Regions from separate parts of the Mus musculus genome. Here region 1 is linked to region 2. The links are chromatin contacts, called in public Hi-C maps. All regions are on one chromosome and are shown on one strand. Each heading gives the region's core, a stretch centred on a gene start, on an enhancer-like site or on the middle of the called end of the contact. The rest is flanking DNA. Distances are from core to core; before and after follow the strand shown.

The links. A called contact is a pair of places that touch in the nucleus more often than the background predicts.
Region 1: a Hi-C map of trophoblast stem cells shows a contact between it and region 2, with 1.5 times the contacts expected there. The contact joins two enhancer-like sites. A contact is called at or near these places in 10 of 39 promoter capture datasets (HPC-7-derived erythroid cells, cranial neural crest, embryonic stem cells and 7 more), 3 of 15 datasets of contacts at CTCF or cohesin (CD8 T cells, the NIH/3T3 cell line and pro-B cells), 119 of 484 Hi-C or Micro-C datasets (the 3T3-L1 cell line, 3T3-L1-derived adipocytes, the 63-12 cell line and 68 more), 13 of 115 datasets of contacts at active chromatin or transcription factors (the HPC-7 cell line, the NIH/3T3 cell line, bone marrow-derived dendritic cells and 8 more) and 4 of 9 other capture datasets (adipose tissue, embryonic stem cells, liver and 1 more).

The regions. Positions count from the first base shown.
Region 1 is chr6:72,326,030-72,330,852 of GRCm38.p6, reverse strand. It overlaps Usp39 (ubiquitin specific peptidase 39), which reads left to right. Exons shown (of 13, transcript NM_138592.4): 8 at 1,336-1,403; 9 at 2,147-2,335. Among named protein-coding and RNA genes, the nearest start is that of Usp39, 17 kb to the left of the region's middle. Within about 2 kb of position 1,607, at least 5 of the 459 cell types and tissues checked have an H3K27ac peak or open chromatin away from gene starts, as enhancers often do. A contact at or near this core is called in trophoblast stem cells, where this site is marked.
Region 2 is chr6:72,277,853-72,282,752 of GRCm38.p6, reverse strand. No RefSeq gene overlaps it. Among named protein-coding and RNA genes, the nearest start is that of Sftpb, 24 kb to the left of the region's middle. Within about 2 kb of position 1,907, at least 31 of the 459 cell types and tissues checked have an H3K27ac peak or open chromatin away from gene starts, as enhancers often do. A contact at or near this core is called in trophoblast stem cells, where this site is marked.

The DNA.
Region 1 (4,823 bases), core at 358-2,857, 48 kb before region 2:
TGATGGAGTGTAGTATTTTGCTCTAGAATGCTCGTCCTATCCATGAGGTAAACTCAGCCATGCTCATTCTCTCGGGTCTCTTAACTTGTGTCTCACTGGGATTCCAGGAGCCCATGCGTGAGCTTTGGGTTTTTACTGTGTTGTGTTAGTCATTTCTCTCCTGTCCAGTGTGGGTTCCATATTGTCTCCCTTCAAAGGTATGTGTGATTATGAGAAATTTCTTGGTTGAACTGCTTTTCACTGTGTGTGTGTGTGTGTGTGTGTGTGTGTGTGTGTGTGTGTGTGTGTGTGTGTACTGGGGAGGTCCAGGACTAGCAGTAGAGGAAAGGACTGCCTCACCCAGCTTTCTAAAGGGTGAGTGCCGGGATCAAACTCAGGTCTGCATGCTTGATTCATCAAACCATTTACCTCTGCCTATTTTTTCGTAGTTTAGTTTGTTGTTTGTTTTGATGCAGGGTCTTATGTGACTGAAGTTGCCTTTGAACTCTTGATATTCCCCTTCCACCTCCCAAGTGCTGGGATTACAGGCATGAGCCACTGTACCCAGTTCTAGCTCAGTTTTGACTGTTCTATCTATCCGTTTTGATAGTTTTAAAAAATATTAAGTTTTTATATGTATGACTATTTTGCCTGCTTTTTTTTTTTTTTGGCTTTTCGAGACAGGGTTTCTCTGTATAGCCCTGGCTGTCCTGGAACTAACTTACTTTGTAGACCAGGCTGGCCTCGAACTCAGAAATCCGCCTGCCTCTGCCTCTCAAGTGCTGGGATTAAAGGCGTGCGCCACCACACCCCGCTCGCCTGCTTTTTGTTATGTGTTTCATGTGTGTGCCTGGTGCTCTCAGAGGTCGAAAGATAACATTGGAGCCCCAGGAACTAGAGTTACGGGTGATTGTGAGCCACCATGTGGGCACTGGGAACCAAACCTGGGTTCTCTCTGTAAGAGCAACAAGTGTTCAGCTGCTGGGCCAGCACTCAAGCTCGTTCCCGCTCTCCTTCTATCTCTGCCTCCCTCCATCCCTCCATTCCTCCATCCCTTCCACCATCCTTCCCTCCACACACATGTGTGTCTTTAAGCTGTGTAAGTCACACATTCATTTCAAATGCACGTTTTCTGTTTTTCACGACCCAGCCCAATGGTCAAAGAGTGTCCTGTGGAAGAGGTATAATGTAATTACTTAGGTTACTATACCATTATCATGACGATAGCTGTTATAAAGTGAAGCTTCTGTGCTTACACTAGGAGATTCTTGTTTATACCAGAAATTTAGAAGGTGGGAATGTGTTCTTGTCATGCTTTCTGGACTCAGACTTTTTATTTATCTTTTACTTGTACAGCTATTGTGAATGATGTTTTCCAGGGATCAATGAGAATTTTCACCAAAAAGCTTCCTCATCCTGATCTGGTGAGTATCCAGAACAGCGTTTGAGCCTGACACACGCTGCCTCAGGGGCTTGATACACGTTTGAGCCTGACACACGCTGCCTCAGGGGCTTGAGCCTGACACACGCTGCCTCAGGGGCTGGGGAAGCACAGGAGCTTAGAGAGTGGACAGAAAGTGTCCCACAAGGAAGTTCCACAAAACACTCACAGTTTTGGCCTTATTGTGGTAATGTGCTGTAACCTCAGAGTTTGTGGTTGGTAGTCTATTGGTTAAAGTGGTCTGACCACTGAGTGCTTCTTGTGTAATCTGAGAACTTCTAAGACAGTCTGGTATGTAAATAAAACCTCTCAGAAGGTGGATAGCAAATTTGTCTTTAAAAGTTGGTCTATAAAGTAATAGGTTTGACGGTGTCATCTCTAAACATATATGTTACTATACTTGGTTCTAATTAATCCCCTCCTCTATTGCCATCCCTGTTCCCATTGGCCTCTTCCTGCCAGGTTTCTCCACAAATAGTTCCTTTTTTGCTTCATGTCACACAAACTCTTGTCCTGCTTGACGATCCTCTTTCTAGTTTCATGACACACACAGGCACACACGTGCCATCAGTTTTTGAATAAACATTATCAGGGGCTGGTTCTGAATTCAGCTGCCTGAGCTCTGGACTAAAGAAGATGTGAGTACATCTCCCACACGGGATACGGTGTCCTCTGCTTAGCTCCATGGTCACACTCCTTTCCTCTCTTACTCTCATTCATTTCCAGCCAGCGGAAGAGAAAGAGCAGCTGCTCCACAATGATGAGTACCAAGAGACGATGGTAGAGTCCACGTTCATGTACCTGACGCTGGACCTTCCCACGGCCCCGCTCTATAAGGATGAGAAGGAGCAGCTCATCATCCCCCAGGTGCCTCTCTTCAACATCCTGGCCAAGTTCAACGGCATCACGGAGAAGGTAACCAGGTCACCACCCTTGCCTGCTCGCTCACTTTGTTTTTAACTTTCTCATCTTTTTCATAGTGTTAGCGGCAGGGCCTCGGACGTAGAAGGCAAGCTCTCCCAGACCAGGCACTCCCCAGTCGCCTTGTCTTTCCATACATGTCATATACTTACACTTACACATGTTCTAGGCACTCCCCAGTGCATACATCTCATATACGTACTAAGTGTATTGCCTTTCTCAAGCCTCCCAGCCCCGTGTTTAACTCTTAATTTAGAGCTCCTTCCTACATGGCTCATGCCTGTATCTGAGTTGAGAGAGGTGGGAAGTTTCGATGTTTGGAAACAGTAAATACAGAAATCTCATCTTTCAAAAATTATTATTTTTATTCTGTTTTGTTTTTTGAGTTAAGGTCTTATCTAGGCAAGTTAGCCTAGAACTTTCTGTGTAGAACGAGCTTTGAACTCCTGGTTCGCCTTCCAACACTCAAGTTCTGACTTACAAGTGTAGGTCACCATTTCCAGCTTCAACAATTATTTTTAATTTGTCTATTTTGCTCTTGTTTTTTGTTACTAATATGGGTGCTTACCCATAAGCACACATTGTGGGCAGTATTGGAAATGATGTCCCTGGTCTGTTGGGAAGCCATCTCCTGGGGTGGAGTGGGGACCCTCTTCTCTCCGCCCCCTTTTGCTCAGTGTTTCTCTCTTACTGAGCTGGAAGGGCAGTCTAGACACTGTACCATTGGGTTTTTTGACAAGTCACTCTTTTATTTTGCTAACGTTTTAGAGGTAGCTCCAAATGCCTTCCTTTGTAAACATTTCTCCATTTTCTAGATGCCCTTCTAATGACTCTGCTGTTTGGAAGGGAAACAGCCTGTAGTCCCTCACTAGCAGAATCAGAGAATCAGAAGGGAGTCTCTCACTTGCTGTTTTGTAAGGTCATTGTCCAGAGGGTTTTGAAGTAGACAGATTATAATTTTCAATCAGTATTTTCTTGAGTGTTAGTGAGATGGCTCAGCAGGTAAAAGTACTTATCACATAAGCCTGGAGACCCTAGTCCGATGCCTGCAGCCCACAGTAGAAGAAAAGAACAGACTCCTGAAAATTGTCCTCTGGCCTCCAGACGTGAATTGTAGCATATGTACACTCACATTCACCCAACATTTCTCATTTCTCTCTTCTCTCTCTCTCCCTCTCTCTTTCTCTAACACATGCTCACGAGAGAGAGTGCACACACACATGCAATAAAATGAAAATATTTTCTATTTTCTTGGGCAACTTGTGGATCTTTGGAGAAGTCTGTTTTCATCCCTTCTGAACTCCCTTCAGTTCAGCAGGAAGCCTTGTCTGGTTGTTTCTCTCTAGTTACGATTAGTCTTTCATTCCTGTCTCTTAACTAAATGTGAGTTTTTTGCCATACTAAGGTTTGAGCCTTGGCCTCTTGTATGTTAGGTAAGTGCTCTATTGGGTTATATCCCCAGACAAGGATAAAAATTTGTATTAAGAAAAACTGTGGGGCTGGCGAGATGGCTCAGTGGTTAAGAGCGCCGACTGCTCTTCCGAAGGTCTCGAGTTCAAATCCCAGCAACCACATGGTGGCTCACAACCATCCATAATGAAATCTGATGCCCTCTTCTGGAGTATCTGAGGACAGCTACAGTGTGCTTACATATAATAAATAAATAAATCTTTAAAAAAAAAAAGAAAAACTGTTCATGCCGGGCAGTGGTGGTACACGCCTTTAATCTCAGCACTTGGGAGGCAGAGGCAGGTGGATTTCTAAGTTCGAGGACAGCCACACAGAGAAGCCCTGTCTCGAAAGACCAAAAAAAAAAAAAAAAAAAAAGAAAGAAAGAAAAACTATTCACAGTGCTGGAAAGATGGCTCGGGGATTAAGAGTTGTTCTTGTAAGAACCTAGGTTCAATCTCCAGCTCCTACACAGCATCTTATGACCATCTGTAACTCAGTTCCGGGGAGCTGGCTCCCTCTTCTGGCATCTGTGGGCACACATGGTTCATAGACAGACAAATTACCCATACACGGAAAAGGAAAAGCAAAGCAGAGCCTCTCAGTGTTCACCAGCTTCCCATCCCTTGGCCTAGACAGGTGCCCGGCCCTTCCCTTTCCCCTTGGGCCATACAGAGCGAGCTTACAGGACATGTGACACACTAGACTGTTTACACAAGCTTGGAGATTTTTTTCTCAGATGTGTGCTTTGGTTTGAGATACGGCAGTGAGTCCTGTGTGCTGAGCACAGGGTTTTCCATAGAGCTACACCCCCAGCCCAGGTCTTTACAACAGGAGGGGTGTGAGAAGTTGACAGCCACCTCCTTTGGAATACTAAGGGTGTTTGACTGCTGCTAAGTCAAGACATTTTCCTTCATTTTGAGTAAAGTAAGATCTGTATGGTGGAAATTCAGCTTTTAACTGACTTTTTCATTAGATAGTGTGTTTGCCTGAGCCCACACAGCTGTAATACTAGTTTCAGCAACGTGATCAT
Region 2 (4,900 bases), core at 658-3,157:
AAAGTTCCATATGGTAAGACTTTAGACAGTGAGAACTTGTCCCAAACAAAACAAGACTTGGATTTGTCACTTGATGTGTAGGCACCTCCGGATGGAGCCTCCACCCACCTCCTGCACCCTCAGTGTCTCTCCAGGGCGTGGAAGCATGGCTTGCCTTGTGTCTCATGTCTGTGTGTATAGCCAGACCCACGGAAGAGATCCACAAGGATACCGAACACAGATTTTCTTTTTTTCCAGATTTTTAAATTCCTAAAAATTTCCAGATTCTTATTAATTCCTAAAAACATAAAATTTTGTTTTTATTTCAAAATTTTGTGTGTGTGGGTGTTTGACTCAGATGACTGTCTGCATCATGTGTGTCCTTGAGAAGGTTGGAAGAGGGTGTTCGGTTGTGACAGCATAAAGATTCCTCCATCTTGTCTCATCTGGAGCCATCTTTGATTTAATCTGAAACTGACCCCTTTTCTACACTCATGTGGAATGTCCCATGGGAAATTACCCAGCCCTGTTCTAGAAACTTGGGTAGAAATATCCCAAGATATTTCATGCTAGAACTGCATGTTTTTGCCTTCTATTAAACTGCTCTCTCTCTCTCTCTCTCTCTCTCTCTCCCTCTTCCTCTCTCCCTCTCTCTTTATCCATCCATCCATCCATCCATCCATTCATCCATCCATCCATCCATCCATCTATTCATCCACCCATCTACCCATCCATCCAGTCCAAGTTGACCTTAAACTGACTACAAGGGAGAGTTACTACACTAGGTTATGTGGTGCTGGGGCTGGAGCCCATGGCTTTGCACATCCAGGAGGCACTTTATTAACTGAGCCACATCTCAGAGCACTGGTACCATCTTATATTATGAATCTGTGTATGTATCAGTTTTGATATCTATGGGGTATCCTGGAACTGGGCCCAAAAGATAGCCAAGGATGGCTTTATACACTTCCTAGTTGAGTTTTCTTTGACAGACACTAGAATCAAAGACATCTCAGTACTATGAGATCTTTCTTTTTCAGACAAGGCCTTGTGTAGCCTAAGCTGACCTTGACCTCACTATATAACCAAGGATGACCTTGAACCTTTAACCCACTGTCTCTACCTCCCAAGTGCTAAGGTTTTAGTCGAGTACTACCACCATAGTTTCATGCAGTGTTGAGGATCAAACCTAGCTTCATGCACACTAGGCAAGCACTCTATCAACTGAACCACATCCCAATGAAATATGTTTTTAAATTATATACACTGGGATGGAGAGATGGCTCAGTGGTTAAGAGCAATGATTGCTTTCCCAGGAGACCCAAGTTCAATTGCCAGCACCCACATGGCAGCAGCTCACAACTGTCTGTATTTCCAGATCTAAACAGATATACATGTAGGCAAAATATCAATGCACATAAAATAAAAATAAATTAAAAACCTTAAATTAAAAAATATATTTATTATATTTATTTGTGTGTGTGTGTGTGTGTGTGTACTCACAAGCATGAATGCGCCACAGTTCATGGATGTCAGAGGACAACTTGTGAGAGTTGTTAGATTTGGAGGTTTGGTGGCAAGTGTCTTTATCTGCTGAGCCTCTTTGCCAATCCCCCATGAAAACTTGATCTCAAATATCATTCTTTCTGTTTGAGACAGAATCACACACAGTTTGATCATCATAGGTTTCTGCTGATCAAGTCTGGGAGAATTAGAGTTACAAATAATTAACAACTGTAGCAGATAATGATTTGGAATCAGACTAGTATCGGTTTCCCCACACTGGCATATGCAAAGAGTTGAATAAGCCAACAAAGGAAGAAGGATACTCTTTCTTCCCTAGAAGTCTACCTGGTCAAGGGAAAAGGAACACTGAAAATAGAAAACCCAGCTTTTGGCTACTGCAATGTGGTGTGATGTAATGTAGAGTGATGTAGTGCAATGTAATGTAATGGTTAGAGGCTCATTCCTGGAGCTGAAAGTAGTGGTGGGGATAGTACAGACGAAAGACATTGCACATTCTCAAAATGCCTCTTCACACAACATGTTACTTTCAAAGGAGAAACAGGGACTTTGCTTGCAACCCATCCCTTGGGCGCCACCTAATCCAAGTACTTATCTCTCTGTCATCAGGAGCTGAGGCAGCTGCCTGCCCCCGTGCTGGGATGACTGAGGACACAATGTCTCCTCAGTAGTGTTCTTGCCCAACGTACAGACCTACAATCTAATCGTGAAAAATACCAGACACACCTCACATTTGCAAAATATGAGGAGCGTTCTGCAAAGTAACTGGCCATTGCTCTTCAAAAATGTCACAATCATGACAGGCGGGAGTGAAGAAACTGTCTCAGATCACTGGAGGCTACAGAGACAAGCCAGCGCCAGCTGAGATCCTGGGTTGGAAAAAGAACATCAGTGTGACAATTGATGCACTGTAATTAGTATCTGGAGCTAAGTTAACAGTGTTCTACTCCTTTTTCATACTTCAGTTTTGCTGATTAAGCTGTGTCTATATAAGATGTTAGCGTTGAGGGCTGGGGCTTAGGGGCTGAACCTGGCTTGCCCAAGTCTCTAGGTACAATCTCTAGCACAAGGAGAAACATCGTTAACATTTGGGAAAGTGGTCCTGCTGGGGCCCAGGGCTCTTCCACTGAACTACAACCGCAGCACCTCACCCCATGTATTTCTGATTTTTTAAAAGGTTGTTTCTTTTCACATTTATTTTCTTTTCTGTGTAGGGTGTTTTGTTTGCATATAATTCTGTGCACCATGTGTGTGCAGTGCTCTTAAATCTCCCGAAACTGGGGTTAAAAGATGGCTGTGAGCCATTCTGTCGGTGCTGGGAATTGAACCCAGGACCTCTGGAAGAGCAGCCAGTGCTCTCAACCATTGAACCAGCCCCATGTGTGATGTCTTTTAATGTTTGTAATTATTGAAAATGGAAAAATATTAAGAGCAAGCATACATATAGATGTCCTTTAAAAGATACTGTGTGAAGCTGGGGTTGTAGCTCAGTCGGTAAAGTGCTTGCCCTCGAGCCGTAGGTGTAATCGGGAGTTCACAGACCTGGGCGTGGCAGCACATGCCTGATATCCCAGCACTCAGGAGGCGAAGGAAGTATCAGAAGCTCAAGATTATCTTAAAATAAAACCCCAAACCAAACCAAATATTACAATAACAATAACAAAAGACCACACCAGAATAGTGTGTGTGTGCGCATATGTGTGTGTGTGTGTGGGGGGGGGCATAATTACAAAGTAAGCTATGTCTTAATTACTGAAGCTCAGACCCCTTAAACATCAGTTTAGAGTTTCTACTCTTCTCTCCCATCTTCATAGCTAATGAAAAACACCTAATGTTGACCTTTATCACAACTCAAGGTAGAAAAGAGGGAAATATTTGGTTATGCACTCGGTAAGTCAGATAATGAAGGCCCATTTGATCTTTGGACTGAAGAGCAGAACACACATTATGTGGATTAAATTTGTCCTAGTTCTGGAATCTTCTGACCATAATAGAAAAAAAAGAAGAAGAAGAAGAAGAAGAAGCAGCAGCAGCAGCAGCAGCTCTGGCTTCTATTTCTACTTTTCGGGGATCTGAAAAGCCTGGTCTTAAGGGCCACAGGCATTAACTTCCTGTTGTCACAGGCTGGTCCCCCAGTGCTATCGTTCCAGGGACTAGTGTCCATAGCTCTCGATCAGGCTATGTCAGCTAACAGGGGTCCTACTGCTTTAGTGGCTAACTAGCCCTTTTAGACAGAGGGAATCACCAAGGAACTCTCTGGCTTCCAAATCCTGCAGTTTAAGTTAGGCACAGGCTCTGACCACAAATAGCTGCTTCCAGAGTCTGGGTTTGAGATGACAAGAATCAGAACAAGGTGCTGGACTGAGCTGGGGGCACTGAGAGGCAGTCCCCGAGTCTGTCTGTCTGTCTGTCTGTCTGTCTGTCTCTATTTTCACCTCTGTCTCTCTGTCTGTCTTTGTCTCTCTGTCTGTCTCTGTCTCTTTCTGTGCATGTGCTAAAGTTTGGACCCCTAGCCTTGTACATGCTAGGCAAGTATACTACCACCAAGCTTCATCTCCAGTCCTGTTCCCCACTTAGAGTTTGGTACAAATATTCACTGAAACCTGGAGTAGAGCCGTGCTCTGGAGGCCATTCCTCCCTAGGTTTCTATTTCCAGAGCTGCAGATGTCCTTGGAGGGCACTGGCACCTGTGCCCCTGCATCCTGCTCACCTAAGCAAGTTGTTTTAGGTTGGAGGTTCTCTTCTTCCCTCCTTCCTTCTCTCCTTCCCTTCTTCCCTTTCTTTCTTCCTTTGACTGGGTCTCGTGTATCTCAGGCTTCAAGCTCACTATGTAGCTGAGGCTGACCTTGAACCTCTGACTCTCTTGCCTCCACTTCCTGAGTGCTAAGATTGTAGGCTTGTACCACCGTGCCCAGCCTACTTGGAGATTCCAACTTAATGATATTTCCCCCTTCTAGACAAAGTCAATCCTGGGGCACCTGAGACCCCCTCTTGCTGCTGTGATGTACCCCACTTGATCCCTGAGAGGAAACAAGTCCTAAGAAAGTATAGAATAGAAACATGAACAGAGACAAACCTCAAGGACAATGTCTGAGAGTTCTTACACACACACACACACACACACACACACACACACACACACACACACACACACACACACCCTTAGTACTTAGAAGTACATAGGATAGGCACCAGGGACCGGCCCAGGAATCCCATCCTGGCTGAGTGACTCTAAACTGGAGCCTGCTTTCTCGGGACTTTGGTGATCTGAACCCTGAAAGAGATGGAAGCTGAGGAGTTCTTTCTGGGCTTTCTGCTTCTGGCTGGCTCCTCCATTTTGTGGCACCAGGAGCCCTCTGACAGAGGCAGAAGGAAGCCAGGCCCATTTCTGGAGGAC